Regions from separate parts of the Gasterosteus aculeatus genome. Here region 2 is linked to region 1. The links are chromatin contacts, called in public Hi-C maps. All regions are on one chromosome and are shown on one strand. Each heading gives the region's core, a stretch centred on a gene start, on an enhancer-like site or on the middle of the called end of the contact. The rest is flanking DNA. Distances are from core to core; before and after follow the strand shown. Region 1 overlaps kcnq1.2 (potassium voltage-gated channel, KQT-like subfamily, member 1.2). Region 2 holds the start of cdkn1bb (cyclin dependent kinase inhibitor 1Bb).

What was found. A called contact is a pair of places that touch in the nucleus more often than the background predicts.
Region 2: a Hi-C map of skeletal muscle shows a contact between it and region 1, with 8 times the contacts expected there. The contact joins the promoter of cdkn1bb here to the enhancer-like site in region 1. A contact is called at or near these places in 2 of 6 Hi-C or Micro-C datasets (skeletal muscle and tail fin).

Annotation. Positions count from the first base shown.
Region 1 is chrX:20,981,261-20,984,181 of fGasAcu3.hap1.1, reverse strand. All of the region lies in intron 13 of kcnq1.2 (potassium voltage-gated channel, KQT-like subfamily, member 1.2), which reads right to left. Among protein-coding and RNA genes, the nearest start is that of LOC144383759, 18 kb to the right of the region's middle. Within about 2 kb of position 1,256, at least 3 of the 9 cell types and tissues checked have open chromatin away from gene starts, as enhancers often do.
Region 2 is chrX:21,071,935-21,074,634 of fGasAcu3.hap1.1, reverse strand. cdkn1bb (cyclin dependent kinase inhibitor 1Bb) reads left to right here and starts at 1,447. Exons shown (of 3, transcript XM_078082996.1): 1 at 1,447-2,301; 2 at 2,484-2,611. The coding sequence starts at 1,857. The coding sequence ends at 2,599.

The sequences.
Region 1 (2,921 bases), core at 7-2,506:
CTTATGGTTCCATAAACAAATTGGGGAAAAACAAATTCAATAACAACATCATGGCTCTTTTGTTTGAATAAAAATGACTGTGTTCAGTCACAAATTAGGACTCAGTTTAGATTTCATATAGTCATATTTACTAATGACATTCAGGCCACTAACAAGGTCTGATTTCTTGTCCAAACAACACACACGGGAAGGGAGGAACATAAGAATTGTTGGTCTTGACCCAAAATTAAATGACACACATTATATCAAAACTCAAACTCTCCAGCTACATACGTGTCCGCCTGTCTCAGCACCGTCTCACGACTGTCTCTGTGCGGAGTGGACAAGGACGCACGGAAACCAGTCCGGATGAAGGACCCGGGACGGAGCGAGAGGACAAACAGCGGGTTCTAACCGTCACGCACTGCGATCCGCTTCCATCTCCGAGCCTCAGCTCGCTGTGAGGTGAATTTCTGACAATGGCCTGAATCTTTAAACAACATCTGTCCGGTTTAAGTGTTACTCTATAAAAACATGTCAGGCCGCTGGTTTCTATGGAACATTGATCAGATTGCATCCAGTCCACTGTGGTGGGATCTGCACAGAGCAAAACATTTTAAAGTGAGTGAAAGTCTGAGCCAAGGCAAAAAAGGAGCAGGTCTAATGTTAAAGGGGGCAAATTATTCCGAAATGTTAAACCCCATTTGTCTAGTATTTAAGTAGCTCAAAATGCTGAACTTGAGATGTGTTTGTTGTGTGAACTGACAGATTGGGTTGTATTTCTATGGACCTTGCTCTCTCCTCAGGAAACTCCCCCTTGTAGAAAGGGAGGCCGGCTATCGAGTCAGTTATCTGATAGGAGGCAAGGAGATCGTGTGTGTGTGTGTGTGTGTGTGTGTGTGTGAGAGACAACGCAGAGGATTCTGCCTGCTTGTCATCAAGTCCGTCCTGAACCCACACAGCCAAAGCGCTGAGGGAAGAATTTGTGCTCCCGTGTACTACATTATCCTGTTTGGACTCGAGCTGCTCTCCCCACTCCGACAAACACACACACACACACACACACACCCTGTTCACACATCACACTCAAGCTCCCCGCCAAAAAACATACGGCTTTGTTTTCATTGCTTTTCTGCACACACTTCCACGGCGGCGCTCCGCGGATCACGTGAGGCCGGTTCCGTCGCCTTTTACTGTGTTTGGGAGCGTAAAGTGTGCGAGGGTTGGGTGTGGACTGGTGGGGGGGGGGTATAGCGTGCTCACGTTGTTTCACAGCAGTAACAATATGGCCCCTGCAACAATCACAAGTCCAACAAAGCATTGGGATTACGGCGAGGGGAGAACAGTGCTTGGTTTGAGTGTGTGGTGCCGCGCGTGTGTGTGTGTGTGTGTGTGTGTGTGTGTGTGCGTGTGCACATGCATCCCTCCGGCTATTCTTTCATTTACATGTGCATCTATCCGTGCAGCCAGTGGATGGCAATCTGCATGCAATCATAGTAAGATTGGAGAGGGCTGAGTGAACAGAACCGTGTGCACGAAGGAGCTCTGCTTCCCGTAAGCAGCCGATAAAAATAATTAAGAAAAAAAAAAAGAAAAAGAGAGGCTGCTGGCCCAGAGGCAGATACCTCACTTCCCAATAGAGCGCCGTGCATTTCCTGAAACTGACTACTGCTAGGACTTGAACTGAAGCCAGGGTGAAAGAAAGAGAGAAGGAGAAGGAAGAAAATGGAAAAAATACGCTACGCTGCGAGGAGTAACGTACCAAACTCAGAGAAACACAAACACTTGCAGGCTTTGCTCCATAATCAAAGATAAAAGTGCCAGCTCACAATCTTAATCTGAAACCAACTGTTTTGGAACCTGCACACCACAGCTTTCACTCGCGGGTCGACCCAATCAGAAGGCCTGAAAACTGCTCCGGAGCACAGAGAGAAAAACAGCTCCGATGTGAGGAGGGAAAGTGCGGTTACGTCAATTGTTGTCTTTCCTTCTTTCTTGCTCCAGAATGGAAAAGTGCACCAGAGACGCCAAAGTGCATCATGACTGGCGGGCGGAGGGTGTTGACCCGGGTCACCGTGGAGGTGTTGATGGTCTCGGTAACGGGCACACCCGACTGCAGACACCGAACTCACGAAAACACACATTTCCACTTGAGCTCAACGCTGCACGCTTCCTTCCTTCCTTCCTACGCTTCCTTCCTTCCTACACTCGGTGGACATCCGGCAGAGAAGCAGAAATATCAAATGAAAAATACAAAAAAGAAGAGACTGGTGGTTGTGTCCGATGAGGAGAGGAGAAGGGAGGAGCGGTGTCGCTACAGCACAGCCTGCTGGTCAGAGAGGGGAGGGGGGGTTGTGTGCCCCCCCCCCCCTCCCACACGCTGCTGTCCTGCTTTTCCCTCCCACGTAACCTGTGACAGTATTCAACCATATATGACCACGTAAGACGAGCTTCTTCTGTTGTGCTTCATAATGCAGTTACATAAAGATAAATATTAAGTTTCAGAAGAAGTTTTAGATTCGAGGCTAAAGCTGAAATACTGCCGCCCCCCCCCCCCTTGCACTGAAGTGATTCAAGATATACAACATCTATCAAAGGAATAACATTATATTGAACCTTTACAACTACATTTTATTACACATGGAGTTAACTAAATTATACATTTGGTTCAAACTGTCCTAAAGAGGACTATTTCTCTTTTATCTTTTAGTGGCCAGAGGTCATATTCTACAGTTGGTGCAGAGGTTTTGTCTGTTATGTTTTAAGGCTTAGCTGTTTTTAATTAGACTATTATAAGAAGACTATAGAATATAAGATGCATGTTGGTTTATGTCCCTTTTATTCTTGAACATTATGAAACAAAAAAATGAAAACACACAAAAATAATTTTGAATAATAATAATCTAGATCTTTTTGTGATTCTAGCATTTTCTCTCCTATAG
Region 2 (2,700 bases), core at 198-2,697, 90 kb before region 1:
TTGTCGCGTGCTGACTTTGTACTTCTACAGTTCTGGACAGCGAACACTAGAGGGCAGCGTTGTCCCAGTCAAACCGCTGCACCGCGTAGGCCACTGCTACCACATCCGTAAATAATTGCCCACAGTAAAATTCAATTGCATCATTTCTCGCAAATAGGTTATCGTTCTATGTTTAGCACATCCTGTTTAATTTATTTTATTCGATGGTAACACGAGGCCAACATCTGCGTCAGTGTGGCTGTTTTTCCTGCCTTAGTGTAAATTGTACTAGAGAGAAAGATACAAGTTTTGGGAGGATTTCTAAAATGAATCGATCTTGCTTGTAGATTATTTTCACGTTTCATAAATTTGATATTCCCATTTCTAGAATTTTGTATTTAAATATCGGTATTTGTTCTCAATGTGGTGAGCTTAAAGATATCAATTTTGTGCCTATGCCCGTTATTGTTCTTTTTTTTTCTTTTTCTTTTTCTCATAGTTTTTTTTTTTTCTTCTACATTTGTAGACTTCTTGAAGGGCAGATGTGCATTTCTTTCTCTTTCATCTACCCATCTCTTTTATCACTGCTGTGGCCAGTGGAGATCAAGACAGGATCTGCTGACCTTCACTTACGCTTCTCAGCTCCAGAGGATTGTTGGAAATACTGTGACACAAGGATATACTTCCACCCAATTTACAGATTGGGGTTTTGGCCATTGCTTGATAGTTTTGACTTGGAGGGGGTATATCTACTGCATCACAAGTCGACAAATTGAAGCATACATGTAGATTCAATAATGTTATTTATAAGTGTGGGAAATGTATAAACATCTCCATTCTAACGTATTCATTGAAGACTGCCTCCATAACGTCTCTATACATTTGTATTTTAGGAATAATATATGTACTTATATATGTAGTCGATTTCTAAGAGGTCGGTTATATTGAACAAAAAATATTTAATGTCTTAAACTCAGGCCTGGAAGACCAGCATCGTTTTCCCATAAGGATGCAGTTAGTTTTACAGCCAATTAGTTAAAATGTTAGTTTTTTTTTCTAGTTGGACAAGCACCGATGCCCTGAAGCAGTTTTGTGCGGCTAACAGACGGGTCGTGTTGCAACCCTTCGGGAACTAGCTGGTCTACCTTAAGAGAAGTGGGCGGGTCTTAAGCACCTTGACCAATGAGCCGCCTTCTCGGCATTTAAATAGCTTTGTGTGTGTGTGTGTGTGTGTGTGTGTGTGTGTGTGTGTGTGTGTGTGTGTGTGTGTGTGTGTGTGTGTGTGTGTGTGTGTGTGTGTGTGTGTGTGTGTGTGTGTGTGTGTGTGTGTGTGTGTGTGTGTGTGTGTGTGTGTGTGTGTGTGTGTGTGTGTGTGTGTGTGTGTGTGTGTGTGTGTGTGTGTGTGTGTGTGTGTGTGTGTGTGTGTGTGTGTGTGTGTGTGTGTCAATCACCCCGCCCCCTACCCCAGTCAGGCTCTACTCTCAATCCCGAGCAACGCTACATCGCTCAATCGCCATATTGGGTACTGAGGTCGGTCCGCACTTGCTCTCGCCTGCGGGACGAGTTGGACGCGAACGGCTTCGGTTCCCGGTCTTCCTCGAGCAGAATATCCGCGCACTGTGCTTCGGAAGAGCAGCGGCGGCCGCCCCCCTTCGAGCCCCGACGCGCGCACGCAGTCCACTCATGGCTTAAGTCCTTTTACGCTCGCTTTGGATCCCGCGCAGCGTCGAGGAGACACCCGCTGTTCACCGAGCGCTGGCCCGTATTGTTGTGGTTTAGTTTTTCTCGTGAAAACTGGACGTTCCCGACTGTTTGCAAGAAACCCAAATCCCGTATTTCTTTTTTTGGTGGAGGGGGGCGGGGCAGGTGGGGGGGAAATGTCAGATGTTCGACTATCCAACGGGAGCCCGACTCTGGAGCGGACGGACTCCCGGGTGTCGGATCACCCGAAGCCGTCGGCTTGCAGGAGCCTCTTCGGCCAGGCGGATCACGAAGGGTTAAAGAGGGAATTAAAGGGACATTTTCGGGAGATGGAAGAGGTCGCTTCCGCCAAGTGGGGCTTCGATTTCGCCAATCACAGGCCGCTGGTCCACGGGAGGATCAAGTGGGAGCTGGTGGACTGCAGAGACGTCCCGGAGTTCTACAACAAGCCGCCGCGGAGGGAGAAGAAGGGCGTCTGCTCCGCCGGGAATAACAAGGTGGATCTAAACGGGAATCATAGTTGCGTGGTGCTGTCTTCGAGCGAGGACACCGAGCGGTCCGATGGACACATGGAATGCACGGAACAGTGCACCGGAATGAGGAAAAGACCGGCGTGTCACGGTGAGTTCCTGGCTTCGTAACCAAATGACCACTGGCAGGTAACCGGGCAGCGCCTCGATCCCAGGGGTCGTGTAACGCTCTTTGGGCACCGGGGATCTGTTTTTATTATTATTGTTTGTGTCTTTTCTATATATATATATATATATATATATATTTTGTAACTGACTGCCTTGCCTTTGCAGACCCCTCGGCCCCAAATAAGAGATCACACAGCAGCTCCGATGAGGTCACTTGTCCGAGCCGGAGCCGCTCTGCAGAACACACGCCCAGAAAGACGAGTCCCAAGAGGCAAACGTGAGCCCCGCGGACGGTAAGCGGACCACTCTGCCTTTATTCGATGTTTGTATGCTGGAGTCAGTGTACAGAAGTCTGTCCCAGCTGCACAATGTGAATCCACCG